2 separate regions of the Sus scrofa genome follow, and region 2 is linked to region 1. A link is a contact called in public Hi-C data. All regions are on one chromosome and are shown on one strand. Each heading gives the region's core, a stretch centred on a gene start, on an enhancer-like site or on the middle of the called end of the contact. The rest is flanking DNA. Distances are from core to core; before and after follow the strand shown.

Region 1 (6,480 bases), core at 1,667-4,166:
GTTTGTTTTGGCTGCATCTTTGGCTTGCAGACATTCCCGGCCCAGGGATTGAACACGTGCCACAGCAGCACCCGGACCCACTCCAGTGACAATGCCGGATCCTTAACCCACTAATCCACACAGGAACGCCTCGTTTCTAGTTTTTAAAGGAAGGCTCGGTTAGACACGTGTTCAAATACAAATATTAGAGAAATGTTTTTTCTCCCCGCGGCCTCCTCCCCTCCTATCCCCTAGAGGTAACCGTTGTATATACTTGCCTTTTAAAGAAAAATATTCATGTTGCACAACAGAGTGTCTGGATCCAAGTTTTTAAAAAGCGAAAGACAAATCCTTCAGAGGAGCCCTGTCACTGCCGTACCCCATACTCTTTTCTTTTGGAAAAGATCAGCTGTTGGTTCCACCCGAGAATTGGAATCGAAGGATTAAGCGGTATCAGAGCCTAGGATATCTTTTTTAACCACATCAGATAATGTCTTTTCACTTTCACTCAGCCTGAGAAGAGATCCATACATGTTTGTTGATCAAACAGGTTGTTTGGGGTTCCCTGGAGAGTCCTTTCCTGAGGAAATCATAAGTAAGGCTGCACCATCACTCTTGGCTTCCTTTGACCACATAAAATATGTTCTAAGGTCAGTTACCACGAATGAAAGAATCTCACTGGATGATGAGAAATGTAACAGACCTGGAGAGAGGGTGAGAGAGAAAGAGACAGACAAAGAGTAGCGACTAGCTCTTGGAAAGGCCTCAAGTGGATACGTTCCAGAACCTAATACTGTTTTATTGCTGCTAAGAATCCAAGGGAGAGCCAAAACCCTCTTCTACTTTTTATGAAAAGATTGGAGCAGTAACAGCAGAAAATGCCTTTGTCTATTAAAACCTCCATCAATGTCAAATTGTTGTGAAAGTTGCTACTCTTCTGTCCGTTGCCTGAGAGATTCTATAAACGGAGGCCTGAGGTCGCCAGCTCCTGCTCCCATCATTCCGCTTGCAGGTCAGGCGCCCCCGGAGGAGTTTCCTTGCCTGCTTAGGCTCACAGAAAACCTAGACAGCAGCGACTTAGATGCCTCGAGCTCTTCCTTGTGCGGATTTCTACTAGCAGATCAGTGGCACTTGATAGAAAGACAGATCTGGACTTAAGGAAACACAAACGAAACCAAACCTGGGAACTCCAGGTCTCTTTTGTGAACTTGAGCTCAATGAAGTCATTGACATTTCTGTAGCTCCTTGATAGCCCATCACAGATCCTGCAGGAAATAATGGGCAGAAATATTGTTTTGGAGTCAAACAAATCTCAAAGGAATTCCCAGTGGCAAGCCACTTAGCTGTGGGGCGTGGAGAAATGGCTTCACTTGGGTGAGCCTCAATTTCCTCTTCTGTAAAATGGGGGTAATAACATATCCCCACAACGGCTGCTGAGAGAACTAAGTAAGACTGGGCATGAGACCCAAGCCCGGTGCTGGGCACAGAAGTAGCTGCTCGTGAAAAGCAGGTGGCACGTTCCCTCCTTAAGACACACATGTTGGGAATATGGAAGAAACAAAGGATCGTAAAGGAAGAATAACAAGGAGATGGGACTCTTTGAAAAAAGAAGACGACAGGAAGGAGAAAACAAAAACTTAAACAGCTTTTTGTCCTGGAGAAAATCGCCCGCATGCGGTGCTCAGCTGGAACATATTCCAGGGGCCGCTTTTCCCTCCTGCGGTTCAGGCTTCAGCTGTTTCTTTCCTCATTAGCACCTTCCCCGGGAAGAAAGAGAGAGCAAGCGAAGCTCAGATCAGTCAATTTTGCAGTTATCAGGTCTTGTCAAGACTGAGTTAGGAGAAGAAAAGACGCAGTCAAAATAGAGGTTAGGAGTTGTGTGTATATTTCCGTTCTCTCTTTCTCATTTCTTTTTACTTAAAAATCTCTGAAGGGGGTCTCGGTCGTACATCTTCACTTCCCCACGCGTTGCTTAACCCTTGTCAATTGTCTTCGACCACACTCCACCCCCAACCCAGGGCTCTGCTGAGCTTGCCCCTTCCAAGGTCATTGGTGACCTCTGGGTTGCCAAAGGGCATGGCTTTTTCTTCGTCTGAGCAGTTCTGTCATGGCTAGTCCTCTGACTAACTATGCCCCAAGCTTCTGAGAATACTAATTGTCCACCCAACTCCATGTGCCCCTCCTTCCATGCCATCCTATTCTGGGGGCAGTGTGCCCAGCTAAAAGACCACAGTCCCAGGCTCCTTGGTAGCTCGAAAGGGTCCAGGGAGATATAAGACGGATTATGTACAGGGAAGGTCATCAGCCAAGTCCTTTAGCGGCTTAAACCCTGAATGTAGCTTCCTTTTCCACCCAGCCTTTGGAAATCTGAGGTCATTAATTAAGAAAGCTTTTTGCTAGGAGTTAGAAGAATTCAGTCCTGATGAAACTCTCCCTCCTGCTTTCCCTAACACAGGTGTGGGATAAGTTTGCTGGGATGAGGGGAGGGGGAGACCTAAGAAGGGGACATGGAAAACCCATTTGGAAGAAGGGGGCTTCTGAGTGAAGCCTTGAGTGTGACTCTTGGTTGTCCCTCCTGGTAGAGGGTGACACATCCAGAAAGTATAGAGATGCTAGGAGTGGGGAATGGAGAGCTTCCAGTGGAAGAACCCCACCCTCAGAACCAGCCAAGGCCAGGCTGGCAGGAGCACCCCTCAGCTCACACAGGATGGCAATGCCCAGCTTCCTGTCCTCGTCCAGAGAGTGTGAGGAAGGCTGGAGGGTGGAGAGGCCAGTCAGCCTGAATCTTCAGCCAGGGCTGGGATGCCGGCTCCATAGCGGGGCTGGATGGGGTAAGAGGTGGCACAGGAATGAATTTGCAGCGGGTGGAAGAGCCAAGTAGGAAAGACTGGGTAAGGTGTGTAAAGGTCACTGGGAAAGCTTGTAACCAGGGCCCTAGGGCTTCAGTGAGTCACCGCGGCATCATGCACAGCCCTTGCTGGCTTTGTTTTCTCAGTGACACATCTTCCTGGTACGTTGTGGTCACTGGACTGGCTGGTCTGGGAGTTTGTGCCAGCTTATTTAGTCATCTACTGAAATGCCTGCCTTAGCCTGCCTCTAACAGATAATCCCAAGCGGAGCAGGGAAGTGCATACAAGTTGGGTGAATCCCTGAGGCTTTAGAAAAATTCTTTTTCTCTTTTGAGCCTCAGTTTCCTCAACTATAAAATGGGAATAATAAAGCTGCTTTGTTGTTAGGACAAATGAGGGCATGTATTTAAAGCAGGGGAATCTCGAACTTCAGCCACCTGAAGAGGGTTCCTCTTGTTTAAGTTTTCTCTCTCGCTTGCTCTCTCTCTCTCTCTTTTTTTTAGGGCCGCACCTGCGGCATAAGGAGGTTCCCAGGCTAGGGGTCTAATTGGAGCTACAGCTGCCAGCCTACACCAGAGTCACACCAGATCTGAGCTGTGTCTGCAACCTACACCACGGCTCATGGCAATGCCGGATCCTTAACCCACTGAGGGAGGCCAGGGATCGAACCTGCAACCTCATGGTTCCTAGTCTGATTTGTTTCCACTGTGCCATGACGGGAACTCTTTCTTCTTCTTCTTCTTCTTCTTCTTCTTTTTTTTTTTCCGGCTGTGTCTGCAGCATGTAGAAATTCCCAGGCCAGGGATGGAACCTGTGCCACAGCAGCAGCCCAAGCCACAGCAATGACGATACCAGGTCCTTCACCGGGCCACCAGAGAACTCCTAAATTTTTATCACACTAAAAAAAAAATTACATTAACAATAATTTTTTAATCTTGTTCAAATACAGACAGGGTCTGATCTCCAGATTTTCTGATGTAATACATCTAGGTGGGGCCTGAACATCTGCATTTTGAACAAATTCCCAGGTGACTGTACTTTGAGAACCTACGCGCGAAGATATCTGGGCTGTTCCCAAAACGTATCTACGTGGTTTTCACGAGGGCCTTTTCTTCCTCCTGTTCATGCAATGGGCGTCTGTGACCCAAGGCTTAAATTTATGAATCCGTTATTGGCACATGCACTCATGGTAATTGCTCCTTTGTTCTGAGCATCAGTCTGGTTTGCAAGAAAGCAGCTCTACACAGCGTGGTGTTTCCAGGGATAATAGGAACAAAGCTTATGTTTGTGCAAAACTCTCACAAGCATATGTTTACCTGACCTTCCCCAAAACCCCGTTTTGTAGATGAGGACGTTGAAATGGGGAGACGTTAATGATCTTGGTCAAGCTCACACCCCTGACCAGGGCCAGAGCCCGAACTCAAACGTAGGTCTTCTGACCGCAAAGCTGATGTTCTTTCCACCAAATACTGCTGACCTCAGGTTTTTTGGTGGCTGTTATTATAACGCAATAGGAAGGCAGGTTTTCCCTGTTACCTACATCTTTAATGAGGTGAATGATTCACTGCCAAGTCCCCAGGTTGAAAGACTTCATCACTTCCAGTGCCCCCAGGAGCCGCCAGAAACTGCAGGTGTGGCTCGTTTTTTTCGGGTTTGTCCCCCGAGGCATGCAAAGTTTTAACCCAGGAATACCCTCAAGCCGCTCTGTACGGGAGAAATTCTCCCCTATCTTGGGCTTTCCTCTTTAACATAGAAGCCCCCTGCCCTGTAGGGCTACAGAGGCACTGATGTGTCAAGGATGAAAAAGTTTAGAAGCACACTCGGTCACCAAGATGCTGAAACGCCAATGGAAATTACCTTCTATCCAGGGAAAAGGAGAGCCAGCCACTTCCAGAGATGGAAGTTCATAGGGCTGAAAAGAAGCAGCTGGCTTCCTTTGCAGGAGGCTGTGGAGCCAAAAAGACACTCTCACTTCAATGCAATTAGAGAATCACGGTTTTGCTGTGCGGAGCCCGGAGGAATGGCTTGGGTGGGGGTGCGGAGAGAGGACGGCTGGCCGCTGGCACCAGGCAAACCTGGCTGCCCATCTCGGCTCCCCCACTTCCTGGACAGCCCTGGGCAACTTCTCACCCTCTCTGACCGCACCCACTCTGGAGGCTGTCTTGGGAATTCAATAGGATAATGCATACAGAGCCCCTGCTGGCGTTCTAGGCACTGATCCTTCTAGGCTCCTTTCCTTCACCTGCTGGGATCACCTTGTAGTGGACATTTGACTTATTTTGCAGGTGTGGTTATTTTGGTAGTTTTCAATCTTACATCAGAATGTTCTTATTTGGAGTTGCAAACTCCCTCTTCCAAACCTGTTGTGGGGGAGGGGGATTATTCAAGAGGGCCCTGTTGCCATCCCCCCTGGGCACAGCGGGTGATCTGTGGTGCCCTCTGCAGAACACCGTGGCTGGGCTTCCTGCTGCCTCATCCTCCTGGGTTCCGCCTTTTCCAGGCCTCACCCTCCAGTCTTCCTAAAGGACCCACAAGCTCTCCTGATATCCTTCCAACACGGTCCTTTTGTGCTCGCATCTTCGAGGGTTCCTTGCTGTTCCTTGCAGGCCAGAACCCTGCCCGAAAAATAGCTAGAATAGAGTCAGCAAAGACGTTTCAGGGCATTTTATGCTAGAGCCACTTATGAACACAAATCCTAGGGCCAGACTTAACTTTATGGATGTGACTGTTTTAAGGCAAGTTTGGGCCTTTCTTCACAGCAAAATTAAACAGGTCCAACTGGCGAGTCAGGAAAAGCGTGCTTTGGGAAATTCCTGTTCTTGGTGGAGGTGGGACAGGGTGGGGGCCACTTCCTCTCCATTGCCCATCTGGTTAATCCAATGGCTCTGACTGCAGGACTGCCGTGGCCATCAGTGGCTGCTGAATCTGGTTCCCAAATATACTGGAGGTAATGAAAAGAGAAGGGAGCCACCAAGGCCTCTTAAAATTAACCCAGAACTTCACAGTAGGATCAGGGAGAATCACTAAGAAAAAAACAGGTCTTTAGTTGGAGTCATTCTCTCCACTGCTCCCTTCCTCCCATTCTTCAGAAGGAAAGACCAGCAGGGCGTGTCCAAAGCTCATTGCAGGGGGAGCTGTAGGACTAATTCAATGGGAGCAGCTGCAAGGAGCGTGGGAGGCAGAAATGGCCAGAGGGGAGAGCTGATCCTTCCAAGCACACATTTGGGTGCCTCTTGCATGCAGCACCTTCGGGCCAATAAAAGTGGTCTCTATGGGGGGTACTGCTGAGGCCCCTGCCCCAGCAGCAATGCCTGAGTCAGGACCGCATCTTGGCAGGCACCAGGCCTTACTGGCAGTATCTTGTCACCCGAAGGACAACTTGAAAGATGGTGACCATCATAGACCAACACCTGGGCCCCAGCCCCTTCCCCAGTTTTCAAATGCCACAGACGTTGGAGGACTTCCAGACCCTCCAGCCTCCCTTGAGGCTGAATTGTCTGCCAGTGACTAGGTAGGGGCCTGAAGCAATTTAAATTTGATTTTGAAATATAAAGTAATGGGACCTTTGGTGCTGAACTCATACTCGACACATAGCTTTTTCCCTTCCCAATTTCTAGTTAGTAATTATGCAGTCAGGTCAGGTGCATAATGG
Region 2 (5,998 bases), core at 2,883-5,382, 250 kb before region 1:
AACCATCCATATCTTTATAGGGAGCTGCATTCCAAAGCCAATTTTTTAGCTTCCCAACTACCAAATAGCCTTAGCAAGACAGACCCCATGGTGCATTCTTGCTCTGAGATCACAAAACCCTCAAGTCTTAAAAATGGAAGGGACTTTAGGAACCCCACAGCTATCCAAAGTGATCATGAATCTTTTCATTTTAAAACATTGCTTCTAACATCTTTTTTGGAGGAAGTGTATGTATAATCAAAATGACAAAGTGCAATAAATTAAACCAAAAGTGAGACCGGGTTGATCCCATGGGCATTCCACACAACCTCTGTACTTTAAGGTCAGACTACAGGTACCTAGAAAAACTAATGAGTAGTCATGGTCTTCACTGCCATGCACTGGTCCTGTGCTTGGAATACAACAATGCCGCACCTGGTGCCCTCAGTAAATGCGAGGTCTGCTTTGCAATCCTGTGAGTCCACAATTCCAAGACGTCATGCCAAGTATTCTGAGGTCTTTGCCAGGAAGCTCTGGAGCACAAGAGAAAGAACACCCACCACCAGCAGGGGGCGACGGCTTCAGAGCAGATGACCCGGCCAAGGAATCACTTTACCAACCCATTTCAACACTCTCCACGCTTCTGCCAAAGTCACTTGGCATCCCAGAAGAGACAACACGCCCATCAGTTCAGTCTCTTGGTGGTTAAAGGCTTACTAAACCCTAAAGTGAAACAAGAGCTGTAGTTATTTACATAATTTCTTAAAGTTTATGTTTTAAGCTGATCCCAGGTAGTCACTCCCTGCAAGAAAACAGATGCATTTGGAATTTTTCTTTCCTTTTTTTCCCAAGGGAGCTGTGGATTTGGCTAGATCGAATCATTCTCAAAATCAAGACTGTCTTTTGAGAAGCAGATGCGATGGGCATGTCTCAAGAGACCCCTCATTAAGCAACATGTGAGCGGACTTGTACTTTGTCCTGAGCATATGCTACCGGATGGATTCAGCAAGCCATGCCTTCACAGGGCAGCCAGGCAGACACAATCCCATCCAGCACTGATTTCCACTCAGCAAAGGGGCAAGAGACCACCTCGGCTGCTGCCAACATCCTCTGTTCCATTGTCTCCCTCTTACAAATAAAAGCAACACATGGCAAAACAAACAACTGTGCATGTTGCATGGCCTTCCAAAGTCAAGTTTTCTTTTAGAAAGTCACTCCCACAGTAGTTACTACTCTGGGGTTTGCATATGGGTTTACGAAATGCTTGATCACGCCAGGAAGCTTACTATCTCTTAGGCCACTTTCTTTTTCCCATGGTTGTCACCAACGCTTGCCAGGAGCAGGATTTTATTTGGAATATCTAGTTTTCTTTTCACAAACACTGGGAAATCTCATTTACAGATGCAGCTCATAACAGCAAAAGTATGCTCTGAGCACAAAAGAGAATCCGGGGGCTACTGGTGGAATGGACGGAGAGGAAGCCTCAGCAAGAGGAGGAAGGTGGTAACAACCCAAGTGTCCCGTCAGTGGATGAATGGAGAACAAAATAAAGTCTGTCCAGACAACGGATATGAGTCTTCCCTAAAAATGAAGGAGATTCGGACACCTGCTACAACACAGATGAACCCTGAGGACACGCTAAGTGAAAAAGCCAAAAGGAAGACTATCATATGATTCCATTATACACAGTCCCTAGAGCGGTCTAACTCGGAGAGACAGAAAAATGGACTGGTGGTCTCCAGGGGCTGGGGAGCTCCTGCTGAAAGGGCACAGAGTTTCCGGCTGGGACGTGAATTCAGGAGAGAGATGCTGGCGATGACTGTGCCGCCGTGTGGATGCATGTGCTGCCACTGAACTGCATGCTCGGTGGTGAAAATGGCAAATTTTATGTTACAGATTTCACTACAACAAAAGAAGGGATAGACAGACCTTCAATTCTGACTCCCCAAACCCACTGCAGAGGCATCTCCAAGTGTCCACTGTGTTTTCAGGAAGTTCTAGATCCTTAGGTCTGAGCAGCCTCTGTGCTCTGTTAGTCCCCAGATGATGGAGACCTTGGCAGACATTCCTGGCACCAAGAGTGGTGACCCATCTGTAAATTTTGATTTGGGAAGGTACCTCGTTTCTAAGCACGTACCTCCTCACTCTAGGTTAACTATAAAATTGTCCCAATGGTGCTTTGGTGGTACAGAGCACAGGTGCAAATGCTCCCCAATGGCATCTGCCTGGTCCCACCCTGGGCCCAAGTTACCCTGTAATAAAGTGATTTACTGATTCAAAAAAAAAAAAAATCTAGAGAGGGTTTACCTTAACAAAGGTAAGTATAAAAGGAGCCAGATCTAAAATTCTTTATTCCTCAACAACCAAAAGATTTTTAAGGCTACCTATCATTCTTGTTTTAAATAAACCACAAGTCACGTGAGGCCTTGGGGACAAGTGTTCTCTCATTCCCAGTGCCCCCGAGGTGGTGTCCTCAGGAAAGGGCTATCAGCCAGGATTCCCAAGCACAGAAGAAAGCCATGCGGAAGCAGCTGGTCCTGGCCGCCTAGAGGTCCCATCACAGAGACACCTTCCAGCTGCTTCTAAAAAATCCAGGGCAGGGGGGAAGACTCCAGATGGCAGAATCAGAGCCGGAATCTCTAAGGTCCACCCTTAACAGAGCACCTGCCACCACTGCTTCGTGTGTAAGTCTAGCGCTCTGTCTCGTTAACAGCTTAACCACACAAAACAGGAATTGTTTTCTGTTTAATATTTCTTGGATTTCCCACAAAGATCCGGAACATGTGATAGAAACAATATTCCCTTTGCCATCATGCATTCACAAAGATACCGATTACCCCAGGAAGGATAGGGACACGGGGGGTGGGGGTGGGCAGCTTCATGTCACAAGGCATAGAGGTGCAACAAAGCCAGGCTCTGAACAGTGGAGGTGGAAGGGCACCGGAAAAGGCATCTAACTGAATGTGAAAACCGTACCAGGAGGTGACCATCACGAAGCAAAACAGGAAGTTCCCATTGTGGCTCAGTGGTAACAAGCCTGACTAGCATCCATGAGGATGCAGGTTTGATCCCTGGCCTCACTCAGTGGGTTAAGGCTCTGGCATTGCTGTGAGCTGTAGTGTAGGTTGCAGACGTGGCTCAGATCCCACATTGCTGTGGCTGTGGGGTGGGTTGACAGCTGTAGCTCTGATTAGACCTCTAGCCTGGATGTGCTGCAGGTGCGGACTTAAGAAGAAAAAAAAAAAAGGCAGCGGCAGCAAAGTAACACCTATCAGGCCCTGGGACAGGAATTAGGCCCCAGAAGCACGAGGGACACGTGGCTGATGATGTGAAGGTGGCTTGTTCACATGCAGCTGGGCAAACGGGGTTGCCCATGAACCTGAGCATGGCAAGATCCACCGCCCATCTCTGTGTTCCCCCCCTCAGAAAGACATGCCTAAGTCCAACCCCTGGTACCTGTGAATGTGGCCTTATCTGGAAATAGGATCTTTGCGGATGAAGTTGAGGATCTCAAGATCTAGAATTTGAGGTAGGGCTGGGGCTAAATTCAAGCCCAGTGACCAATCTCTATAAGCGAAAAGAGACAGACCCTGGAAATGCAGAGACATAGGGAAGAAAGCCTTATAAAAGACAGAGGTAGAGCCTGGAGTGACATCTCTACAAATGCCAAGGACTGTGGGCCATCAGCAGAAGCCAGGAGCTAACAAGGAGCTACTGTCTAGCCCAGGGAACTTGACTCAATGTTGTGTAAATAACCTTTATGGGAAAGGAATCTGAAAAGGAACAGATGTCTGTTTAACTGATTTACCCTGCTGTACAGAGGAAACACAACTTTCTAAGTCAACTATATGCCAATAAAATTTTAAAGCAGCAGCAGCCAGGAGAAAATGATGGCATGAAAAGAACCAACTCTGCTAACACCTGACTTTGGACTTTGGGTCCTCAGAACTTTGAGAGAATACATTTCTATTGTTCTCAGCCAGCACACTGTGGTCATTTGTCACAGCAGTTCCAGGAAACTAATACAGATGCTAATTCTTTCATTGAGAGTTATTTGTTTAAAAAGGTTTCCATATTGGTCCTTCATCTAGGAATGCGGATCTGTGAGTCATCAAGTCCACCGCCCGCTTGGAAGGATGCAATTTTGTAGCAGAGTATAAAATGCCTGAGGCTTTCTGCAGTGGAGATGAGCAGGGTTCCATTCTAATTTGTAATTTAATTATTTTCCCCTGAAACTGGGAGATTGTTTTCTTGGATTTGGAGAATTTAACTGTGAATGTGCCAAAGTGGGAATAAAGTTGAAAATTTTTTACAAGTTGTAAACATCTTCCTATGGTATGTTGGGCGATGACATGCTAAGGAACATCTCTTTCCTGGAATGCCCGAGTCTGCCCTTCACTAAAGTTACTCAGACCATTGGCAGGAAGAAATAGAGATTCCAGAAATTTCTTGCTGAACTAAAAATAAGGAAGCCATCTGGGAGAGTAATCTACAGCTCTGTTCATTCTGTTGCACGTCATCAAGTAGGAGCTGGGTATTGGTAAATATAGGTCTAAAACCTGCAGTCATTAGACCATTCCACTCAACTAACATGTGCCAGGACGGTCGTTACTGTAACACTGGGTGACATCATCAGGTTTGGGCACTGGGAACTCAAGGTCCTCTTTAAACCGTGTCCTTGGGTCACCCCATGTAAGACTCTAGTTAGGAGAGTCATGTTTGGGAAAAAGGGCAAAGACACCCTCTATCACACCAGATTTTGGGGGGTAATAACTGAGGTGAGACAGACTTGCTCTCACACCAACCATGCCTTCCTGGGCATTTGCCTTCTGAGATACAGGGAGTGTTTAGTGCTGCAAATTGAAGCAACTCAAGAGAGGAACTTCCTTTTCCCATTTTCTTAGACAAATGATAAGGATCAAAAACACCTTCGTGCCTATACCCAATTGCTATGTGATCCCCCCAGTAGACATTCTTCTCTTCTTCTGATGGAAACCCCTTCCCACTCACCCCCACAGTTTCAGCCGGCTGGCTGGCTAGGTACTGCATTTGCCAGTCTCTCCTGCAGTTTGATGTAGCTGTTGCTGGGTTTAGGCTGGAGGTGCTGTGGGGCTCTTCTGAACCTTGCCTTCGAGGCATCAAGCTCAAGAACCCCAGCTTTGACCATGCAAACAAGGAAAGCACCCCAGCAAACAGAGCATCAAAAGGTCAGAAACTCAGATCCCTGAGTGACCACGTGGAACAGAGCTACCCCAGTGTCAGGGTTGCTACATAACTTCCCACTCAGCTTAGCTGCTAGAAGCTGGCATCGCTTTACTGTAGTGGCTTAGCATTCACCCCAACCAATCCTCAAGATCAGACATTTAAGCACTGAATAAATGCTTATAGTGTTCTTTGATAATGAACAATTTAGAAAACAAATCACATTTCAAGCACCATGCTTCGCTTCCATAAAATATAAAGGCTAGAGTCAAATAACTCAGTGACCAGCAGCCTAGGAAGCTTGAAGGGAGCTTGAGAAGACCATGCTCCAGTCTTGCTTGAGCATGATTTGCTACATGACCCTGAATGAGTCATTTGATCTTCTTTATGTGGATGAGATTGGATTCCTTGGATGCACCAGAGAAAAAAACAACAAAGGAGGGAGTTTTCATGAAACTAATTGACGCAAACATTTTAGAAACATCCTGAGCTTAAGTCTTTCCTTTCTCCTGCTCACTTTTTTTTCTTTCTCTTTGTGGGGAGGTGATGTTAAAAGGCTTTCTTTGATAAAGTGGTGGTGCAGCTGATACTAACTTTGATTTTTGGCTGTGTTTAAACTGCTAGCGAGTTTTTTTGTTTTTGTTTTTTTCCCTGTTCTAACAGTTTTCCCCACAAGGATTAACATGCTGAAAATAAAAGCTTACAGAATTAAGCATTTACTGTAGCAGGTCCTGGGTTAGGCACTTTATATGCCTTATTTCCTCTCATTCTCACAAGGACTCTACAGGCATCTAGATTTTAAAGATGCAGAAACTGC

Evidence for each region. Hi-C and Micro-C count contacts between places; a contact is called where the count stands out from the background.
Region 2: a Hi-C map of embryonic fibroblasts shows a contact between it and region 1, with 1.9 times the contacts expected there. The contact joins two enhancer-like sites. A contact is called at or near these places in 7 of 47 Hi-C or Micro-C datasets (alveolar macrophages, embryonic fibroblasts, fibroblasts and 3 more) and 1 of 2 datasets of contacts at active chromatin or transcription factors (skeletal muscle).

Annotation. Positions count from the first base shown.
Region 1 is chr12:12,860,442-12,866,921 of Sscrofa11.1, reverse strand. No RefSeq gene overlaps it. Among named protein-coding and RNA genes, the nearest start is that of PRKCA, 19 kb to the left of the region's middle. Within about 2 kb of position 2,916, at least 18 of the 83 cell types and tissues checked have an H3K27ac peak or open chromatin away from gene starts, as enhancers often do. A contact at or near this core is called in embryonic fibroblasts, where this site is marked.
Region 2 is chr12:13,110,160-13,116,157 of Sscrofa11.1, reverse strand. The region is part of intron 3 of PRKCA (protein kinase C alpha type); the gene reads right to left. Among named protein-coding and RNA genes, the nearest start is that of CACNG5, 180 kb to the left of the region's middle. Within about 2 kb of position 4,132, at least 6 of the 83 cell types and tissues checked have an H3K27ac peak or open chromatin away from gene starts, as enhancers often do. A contact at or near this core is called in embryonic fibroblasts, where this site is marked.